Linked DNA regions of Rattus norvegicus: region 2 is linked to region 1. The links are chromatin contacts, called in public Hi-C maps. All regions are on one chromosome and are shown on one strand. The core of a region is the stretch at or near the end of the contact, and the rest is flanking DNA. Distances in the headings are between cores, read along the strand shown. Region 1 overlaps Osbpl8 (oxysterol binding protein-like 8). Region 2 overlaps Osbpl8 (oxysterol binding protein-like 8).

Region 1 (5,081 bases), core at 1,962-4,461:
ATTTTCCAGAACTATAAATCCTATCTTACCCTTTGTTTCTCAAAATTATGTAAAAGCCGTCCCCAATGGTCTTCCCATTACATCTCTTCATGACCTGATCTTGTACTTCTTCTCCAGGACCTGCTGCTATGAGCCACTTCCAGCAGATGCTGTAAGAGCCTGCCTGCTCTACTCTTCATGTTCCTAATGCCTGTATGTTGTTCAAACTGTGCCCAGGCATCCCCTCTTCTGGGAGAAAGGTCTATGATAGAAAGGTTTCCACCACTGAGCTATATCCCAAGTCCAGATTTCACATTCAAATCCTGTATTTCTGATATATGACTTGAGTTACTTCAGCCCCAATTCACAGATCTTCTTCAAAATTAGCAAGCTAGTGAGATGTGGTGACATATGCCTTCAATACAGTCATGACAGACAGAGACAGGCGATCCCTTCTAGTACAGAGCCAGCCTAGTCTATACAGCAAGTTCCAGGCTTGTAGGGGCCATATAGTGTGACCATTTCAAAATAAGGGAAACAAAAAACAAAAAACTACAACTGGCTGTTCTTCTTGGGGGGCCTGGATTTGATTTCCAGCACCCACATGGTGGTTCCCAACTATCTATAACTCTGGTTCCAGGTAATCTCATGCCCTCTACTGACCTCTATATACACTATAGTGATGCACAAACATCATAGGCCAAACACTTGTACATATATTTAAAAACACACAGCAAGCTACACCTCTGTAAGCTAGAGTTAGTTGCTCAAACCAATGACAGCACAGCTAAAGAACACTAATCACTGAATGACCCCTACGGACAGACTCAAAGTACCCTCTGAGTCTTCCTTGATACAAGCAGCACTGATACTTCAGAACCAGCCAGCATAAGTCTCTGCTGGAGAACTGGTTAAAAAAAATTCTCAGGAAACCAAAAATATAAACTAGGAGGGGGGAGTACCTGAACTTCATGTGCCAGACATCATTAAATTAAACTCTTGTTCAACAATGTTAGGAATGGAGACTGCCAAGCATGCATAAAGCTCCCTCACCAGGCATGGCCTTCCATACCTGGAATTCCAACACTTAGGAGGTAAAGGAAGTAAACCCAAAGTCCAAAGTCATCCTCAGTTCCTGGGAATTTGACATCAGACTACTCTACAGGAAACATGTCTCAGAAAAAAGTATATTAGTCAATGGGTGAGGCACTGGAAAGATACAGTTAGGAGCATTGGCTGCTCTTTCAGAGGACCTAGGTCCTGTTCCTTGCAACCACATGGTGGCTTGCAATTATCTGTAGTTCATTCCAATTCCAAAGAATTCAACACCCTCTCCTAGCCTCCCTGCTCAGAAGTACTAGATGCATACATGCAGACAAAACAACATATACATAAAATAAAAATAAAATCTTAAGAAATAATTTTTAAGTCAGTAGAATTGAGTTTTAAAAAAAGATGAGAAGCACTAATTTGAAAGTAGATTAAAGATTCTATAGCCAGAATTATAGATTACATCTATAATTCTATCATTTAAAAGGTTAAGGCAGGACTGCTGTGAGTGCAAAGTCATCAAAGGCTGCAATATAAGACATTGTCTTAAAAAAGAAAGGAAGGGGTTGGGGATTTAGCTCAGTGGTAGAGCGCTTGCCTATCCAGCGCAAGGCCCTGGGTTCGGTTCTCAGCTCCGGGGAGGTGGGGGGGGGGTGGCGGGGGGAAGAAAGGAAGGAAGGAAAGAAAAAGCTATATAGGCTAGTTCAAGCACGGTGCTCAGTTCTACCAGTCATCAAAGAGATGTGCAGAAAAGCCACAATGACACGCTACTGAAGAATGACAAAGATAGCTAAAGGACTTTAAAATGATAATATGTGTATTGATGACGATGAGCAAGAACCAAATAAAGCACTCTTCCATTGCAGGCCCAAGAGAGATGGAGATGTAGCTAGCCACAGACCTACAACATAGATTTCATTTCTATAACAGCTTCATTTATAATAGGTACAAAGAAACATGAAACAAGCTAAATGCTTGTTAACAAGTGAGCAAATAAATGAATTGTAGCATAGTCACACACAGTGAGACAGTATCCAGAAGCAAAGAAGCCAGACTAGAGCATCTACTCTAACTGTATGAATTGAGAACAGGCAAAAGTGTTAAGACAGAGCCCAGGTCAGCTGTCATCTGGGGGGAAAGTGAGCAAGAATAGGGATGAAGGGAAGAGGCATGTGTGAGTTTTAAAGGGCTACTGGAACAACTGTCTACATTGTGCTGATAGCTTCATGGGTGTCTACAACTACAAACTGCAAACTGTTATTCTAAATGGGTACTTTCTAATTTAAATTGCATGCACCCTGGAGGTTTTAAGTTGTGTTTTAACAATTACAGAGAGAGAAAGAGAAAGGCAAGACTACACTATCCCAAGCAATGCTGCTGGAGACCCTGTACATACTTCTAAGTCTAGCACTTAGAAGGCTGAGACAGAAGGATCATCATGACTTTGAGGCCAGCCTACAGCCTGTGTTACACAATGAACTAAGGCCAGCCTGGGCAACATAGATCCTATCTCAATTCACACACACTCACTGTTAAAATGATAGGGGAATGTTCAAATTTTAGCATAGCTAAACCTAAGAGTATGCCTTAAGAAATGCATGTGGTAAGTAAGAAAATGCATGTGCTCTGTTGTCCTATCTGTGAAATGGAAGTCAGAGTAGCTGTGACAGTTAGATGGGGCAGTTAATCTTAGCACTGCATGGGTGCTGGCAACTCACAGCAGCACAGCTCACAGCAGCACAGCTCACAGCAGCACAACTCACAGCAGCACAGCTCACAGCAGCACAACTCACAGCAGCACAACTCACAGCAGCACAGCTCACAGCAGCACAGCTCACAGCACTAAATCTCGGGTCTGTATGAAGGTAAAGCAAAGACAGTGAGAGTTACATGGAGGAAATGATGAAGGCTTTCTAGAGGAAATAATTTTAGATGCAAGTTTTGAAAAGAGAAGAAAAGAAGGGAGTGTCCAGCAGGTGGAGGGTCAGGCAGGTAGAGGGACTGGCGCTGTGCAGAAGCACGGAGGCGGAAAGGAGCAGTCGTGAGGAGATGCAGAATTAGTGAGCCTATGACATTAAGTCCATATATGGGAGAAAAAAATCAGAGTGTCTTTCCATCGGATGCAAATATCCATTTAAATTGCACAGTAACATCCAGAATTGTAGCTTCTTCATCTAGGAGACGCAATGTTATGTATGAGGCACAGAGCCAACTGAGAGAGAGCTCTTCCTGTTGAAAAACAATGTGAATATCCAAATTTACCAGTTTCACTCTCTTGGAACTTAGCCACAGCCCTTCTCTAAAGCAAAAATAATGATTTAACTATAATAATAGACCTGCAGCATATGGACCTGCTGTGCATCTGTCACCGTGTGCTACAGGAACTTTGAAAGCCTTTACAGTTTTTCAGAATCTCAATTCAATTCATTTGGAAAGCTTTCCCCAGAAAACTATTCAGGCATTGTGTCACATGCCTGTAATCCCAGCACTGAGGCAAAGGATCAGGAAATTAAGGCCACAGGTTCCTTTTCTTACAGAGAAAACTCAAGGACAATCTAGGCTACGGGAGACCCTGCTTATAAATAGGTAGAAATTAAAAACTAAATAAAGCAATGACCTCATGACATTATAATATATTTCAAGAAACCGAATATGAACAATCATAATTCTCTCTCTCTCTCTCTCTCTCTCTCTCTCTCTCTCTCTCTCTGTGTGTGTGTGTGTGTGTGTGTGTGTGTGTGTGTGTGTGTGTGAAAATTTCTGAGGCAGTATTGATATGCCTCCTATACTGCCTCTAAGCCCCTCATGGGGCTCAAGCTGGCCTGGATTTCTCAAGACCCACCTGCCTTGGCAACCCAAGAGCTGGGATTACAGGTATTGAATAAAATAAAGTAAAAAAATAAAATTCTTTCATTATGAAGAATTTTTTATATTATTTCACTTTAATAATCACTTCTCATGGTCATGTTCAAATGTAAAACTGATGAAAGACTACAGAATTGCTCTTCTTATAATACTCACACTAACAGATTTCTACTGGGATTCTGTACGTACAATAGCAATTTTTTCTACATTTTATTTAGAAAGTATCCTTATTTCTTAGAAAGGACAGCTAAAACACCTAGTTAAAATCTTCAGCCATTTCATTCCCAGCCTAAGAATGATGTGTAATGAGAAAATGACACACACAGTGAGTGAGAAATCAGTAATGTTGACCTTCAAACAAAGCACGGGAGCTATTGCAGGAAGCAAAGCTACAAGATCAAGTCTCTGCCTGGGTGGTTTTATGTCAACTTGACACAAGCTAAAGTCACCTAAGGGGAGGAACCTCAATTGAGAAGATGCCTTCAGAAGATGAGGATGTTCACACACTGTAGAGCATTTTCTTAATTAGTGATGGACAGGACAGGGCCCAGACCATTATGGGTGGTGCCATCCCTGGACTGGTTGGTCCTATTAGAAAGTAGGCTGAGCAAGCCATGAGGAGCAAGCCAGTAAGCAGCGCTCCTCTATGGTCTCTGCATCAGTTCCCCCCCTCAAGGTTCCAGCCCTCACTGCTTTTGATGATAAAGTGTTAACACGGAACTGTGAGAAGAAATAAAGCCTTTATTCCCAGTTTGCTTTTGGTCCTAGTGTTTCACCACAGCAATAGTAACCCTTTTTGGTGAAAAGGTATAGAAAACAAAGGTTTTATCAGATCCATCTCTAACAGCCACATCTTAAGGGCCTTGTCGAATGTAGAGCAGAGGGAGAAGCCTTAAAGAATGTTGCTTTCGGGGTTGGGGATTTAGCTCAGTGGTAGAGCGCTTGCCTAGGAAGCACAAGGCCCTGGGTTCGGTCCCCAACTCCGGAAAAAAAAGAACCAAAAAAAAAAAAAAAAAAAAAAAGAATGTTGATTTCTCACTCTCCGACTACATATTTACATACATACATACACACACACACCCCTGAACTACATATTTATACACCTACATTGTGTGTGATATTGTACAGAATCATACGCTACTTCTTATTTATGCTTTTCATGATAGAATTCTAAGGTATAAAATATT
Region 2 (4,932 bases), core at 2,414-4,913, 79 kb before region 1:
TCCCATTTGCTGCTGTGATTTAAGCAAATGAGGATTTTAATTCAAAGTTTTCCCCACATGGTATTTGTATTTACACATGCATGCATTCACTGTCAAAAATTAATCTGCAACGTGAATTTACTGTTTCTAAATTTTATACAGCATTTCTCAGGGCATTTCTTAGAAAATATATAATTGTCCAGTTATTCTTTTTATAAACATTGCCAAAGCAGTGTTAAAATGACAGTTGAAATATGCTATAAAAGGAGACCATGTAAGTTTTCTTAAATACACAGATACCTACTACCTCAGTTCCTCCATCTTCAAAAATTCAGGTAAAGCCAATTCAATTGTGTAGTTCAACACAGTACTCCTAGGATCTATTTCCTCCCACTTCTCCAGGGTACTTAAATTGTGATTAATGACAAAATTGTTTTTGTTTCTAAGCTTATAGTTAAGAGTTGGTCTTCATAAAACTTTAAAAACTGAACAACACGTGTTTCTGTATTCACTTTACATGTCAAAAAAAAAAAGGCTCAGAGAGGCTAATTTCTCAGACACAATTGTTAACATAGCAGTGACTGGAAACTGGCTCTCCTGATGCCGTGCCCTCAGTCTTTCATTAGGGTACAAAAGCATACATTCGAGAGCTATCTTTATACATTTTAGAACAATAACATCCTATTCCCTCAATTCCCTACAGGTTTTCATTTCTACCATTGTCAGACACAGGACAGCATACTAGCATTCTTAGGAATTCTCTGGGTATACATGACTTGATCCAAATGGTGGCTTCCAAATGGTGAGCAGATACACCTGCATATTACTAGCTTTAACCAAGGATCCTTCACTCAATTATATGACCCATGGTGACAGTACCATAGTTATTCACTGGTGATAAGACAGCCAGTGTACCAGCTGAAGAAAAGGAATGAGCTAAACATTTTTGACCAACTAACAAAATGGAAATGTCATTGAAGCTTATTTATCTTGTTCATGTTAAAAATACCCCTGGTGGTTGGCATGAAAGACCTTTACATAAATGGGGCATAGAAGAGCTTATGATGATGGTAGTAAATTGATAGGAAACAAGCTGAAATTATTTTCAACGCAGAAAACAGAGCTCAACCTGCTTAAACTTTTTTTTTTTTGGGGGGGGGTTCTTTTTTTTGGAGCTAGGGACGGAACCCAGGGCCTTGAGCTTCCTAGGCAAGCGCTCTACCACTGAGCTAAATCCCCAGCCCCCTGCTTAAACTTTTAAGTTGCTGACTTAAGTAGCTTGAAATACCATATTGCTTGTCCTCATGATGATGGCACAAACTCTGATACCAAAACAATTTTCATAATTACTCCTGCTACACAGCTATCTGTTTCCCCAAACCAGACAGCCCCAAAAGATGACACAGCTTCTGTCAGAGGGTGCAGTGCATTACAACTGTCACAGAACTCTACTTCCTACAAACAGGAAGAGCACGTTAGATAATACTGTCTAACGAACAACACTCGCCTCGTTTGTTAGGTTGAATGTTGATGAAATTAGTGGCTGCGTACTACTTACAAGCATTGTGTATGTACCACCTCACGGAATGCTTAAAGCAACGGGAGATGGAGTGGAAGAAAGTTGTACCTCAGATTAAACAGCATCCCAATCATACAGTGAATTCTGTGCCCTGTGAACACTGAGCTTCGTGGTTTTGGTAAGCTCACTTCATCGGGTTATTGCTTTTGAAAGCTCTTCATACAACCAGAATCAATGTGAAAACTTTTCTTTATAAATAAGAGAAAATGTTTCCCCAACAACTGCAAGTGACAACATTTGGTTTGGCTACTACAGGACTCCACTGTCATAAGTTGTTCTGGGGGTTAAATGAGGTGACACACATAAAGTGTTTAGCGTAATACTTGTTATGTGCTCTGATTCAGCTTTCCTTTGGGTATCACACATGTGGTGTATAGATATATATGCAGGCAAAAGACCTATACACATACAAATAAAAAATTTTAAAATTTAAATTTGTTCCCCCAAATTACTTAAATAAGAATGAGTAGGTTATACATTAAAATATTTAGGAACAAACTAGTTACTATAGTTCTCTTGAAAAATGGCAGAATGAGTGAATATTACTAATACCAAAAGTATTAGGAGTTATTCACTATGGTTTTTGCTTGTTTGTTCAGGACATGGTCACATGCAGTCCAGACTGCGCTCCAATTCACTACATTTGAGTTGTTTGACATGGGAGCCACCAGCCATGGGCAGTTACTTAGCAGCTGAGGTGTACCTAGTAGAATGAACATCCATTTAATTTTTAAAATCAACACACCAAATACTCCTTTATACAAAAATCACCATAAGGCCCATTTCTGTTTCCATCATTGGTGTCCATCAAGAGTGCAGAGTTCAGAGGTTGGGGATTTAGCTCAGTGGTAGAGTGCTTGCCTAGGAAGCGCAAGGCCCTGGGTTCGGTCCCCAGCTCCGAAAAAAAGAACCAAAAAAAAAAAAAAAAAAAGAGTGCAGAGTTCAGTCTCCCTGCTGTTTCCTTATCTCTCAAGGTACATATGGACGGCACATGGCTTTGAGACTCTATTTATTAAAGCTCCTGCACAAGGATACTGCTAAACCATATTTTCCACAATTCCAGTACTAAGTGCTTAAAATAAGCCTTAAAAATAATCCTACTGTATTTCAAGCTATGAGCAGGATATGCTTTTCTTTGACTTTAAGTTATAGGTTCTATATAATGAACAGCAGAGCTCAGCACACAGTGCTCCAGAATGCAGCGTCTCAGCATACTGCTTATTTTAAGACAAAGGAAGCCAAGAGAAAAGTGCAGAAGGAAGAAGCCATTCTGACTGCACCTTATCTGTCTCCCTTTGACAGGCCACAAACGAATATGTAATTTTAGGTGGAGAGAATCCAATGACACACAGATACTGAGAAGAATCTCCACAAACAGGCTTGCCTTCTGCCCTTCCTTATCCTCTCTGTGCTGCTTAGCTTTTGTCAACTCATCACAAACTAGAATCATCTGAGAAACACGAACTGAAGGATTACCTCCATCTTGATTGATGACTGATGTGGGAGGGCCCAGCCTGCTGTGGGCAGTGCTACCCCTGGGCTGGCGGTCCTGGGTGGTATACTAAGTAAGCAGGCTTAGCAAGCTGGTAAACAGCGTTTTCTTCTTCAGTTCTTGCCTCAGGTTCCTAATTAAGTTCCTGTCCTGACTTCCCTCAGTGACGGACTGTAGCATGAAGTGCGAGCTCTCCTCCCAGAGCTGCTTTGGTCAGTAATTTATCACAGCAATAGAAAGCCAACTAGAGCACCCTCTGAATGCTTTAAGGAGCTAAGCCCTGGATGAGGAGCTCGCCACCAGACAAGAGCTCTAGCCCCTTTGGTAGCCTTTTTGCTCAATCAGGCCTGTGCTCTTCATCAAACCGAAACATAAACTATATAGGTTTCCCTATTCGTTTCTAAAGGCTCCAACATTATGTGACATTACATTAAATAAATGTGTATATTTTTGTCTTGTTGATATGTCTTTTATTATAGGGATTCAGCTATAAACCTTGCAAAGAATAAAAAAAGAAATACATTTTCCCACCTACATGACTAAACATTTCCCCATGTATGCTATATAAATACACTGTACTGGGGCTGGAAGATGACTCACTTGGGAAGCATGAGGTCCTGAGTTAGATCCCCAGAACCCACACAAAAAGCGGGTGTGTGTGGTCATGTGTGCTTGTAATTCTAACGCTGAAGAGTGGGGAAGCAGAGTCTCTATGCTCACTGTGGCTAGTCTCACCTACCTGGTGAATTCCAGGCCAATAGGAAACCCTGTATATTAGAGAAAAGATGGGTAGTGCCTCTCAAGGTTGTCCTCTACCCCCACATGCCTACATGCACACATGTACCTGCACACATATGCCCAGTAAATAAATGTGCTGTGAAACTTCATCCTAAACATACACCCTGAAGTGATGACTATTCTTAATATTCTTATTCTGTGTTTAGTCTGTACACAACGGCAATCAAAACATGCAGTGTAATCCTTTCAACTATTCCTAAGAACAGGAGAAAACACATAAGGTAGGATGAACAAAGCCTACTGCTAGGACAGCAGACACTTCACTGGCTTAAGAAATAGGTTTCTGAGCCTGGAGAGATGGCTCAGTGGTTAACAGCACTGACTGATCTTCCACATGGTGGCTCATAACCATCTGTAATGAGATCCAATGCTCTCTTTTGGTATGTCTGAAGACAGCTACAGTGTACACACATCAATCAATCAATCAATCAATCAATCAATCAATCAATCAATCTTTAAAAAAAGGAAATAGGTTTTCTTTCAACCTATTTGATACCAAAAACTTTTAAGAAGCTCTCATCATTGCTACTTAATCTTATCAGAAAAAAGTTGGAAGTCAAATCCCTTGACAAATTTTGAAAAACTCATTCAACTTTTATCAATCTATAGATTGCCACTATATAACCCTAGTGGTATCACTCTAGTGGTACTTTTAAAAATATTAACTTAGAATAACCATGTCCTATTTTAATTATAGGACACTACTGTAAAGTTTTTGTTCATCATCTGTTAATGTATATGAAGTGGAAGTTTTTGGTGGTGTCATGTGATGCAGACTCCTGTGGTATTTTGCTGAGGCAAAACCCAGGGGAGGACACATGACGTTTGGAGAGAGTATGCATAGGACTTAATGGACATTGACGGGGCGCTTGCATAGCTAGCTGTGCAACACGTCATTGGTCTCCTACCTTCACTGATCTTGCTTCATTGAAAGAGGCATGGCAGTGAACTGGCAACCCAGCTGGCTCTGGTTATTCCCACTGACTTGCGCAGTTCGGCAGAGGCTGGCTGTTATTTGCTGGATCATGTCACCACTGCTGATTCATGTTCGATATTCTGACACTACTGAACTGGACTGCAGGTA

What was found. Hi-C and Micro-C count contacts between places; a contact is called where the count stands out from the background.
Region 2: a Hi-C map of frontal cortex shows a contact between it and region 1, with 1.6 times the contacts expected there. The contact joins two enhancer-like sites. A contact is called at or near these places in 2 of 12 Hi-C or Micro-C datasets (frontal cortex and liver).

Annotation. Positions count from the first base shown.
Region 1 is chr7:48,505,676-48,510,756 of GRCr8, reverse strand. All of the region lies in intron 1 of Osbpl8 (oxysterol binding protein-like 8), which reads right to left. Among named protein-coding and RNA genes, the nearest start is that of Osbpl8, 25 kb to the right of the region's middle. Within about 2 kb of position 3,211, at least 8 of the 93 cell types and tissues checked have an H3K27ac peak or open chromatin away from gene starts, as enhancers often do.
Region 2 is chr7:48,584,877-48,589,808 of GRCr8, reverse strand. The region is part of intron 5 of Osbpl8 (oxysterol binding protein-like 8); the gene reads right to left. Among named protein-coding and RNA genes, the nearest start is that of Bbs10, 50 kb to the left of the region's middle. Within about 2 kb of position 3,663, at least 14 of the 93 cell types and tissues checked have an H3K27ac peak or open chromatin away from gene starts, as enhancers often do.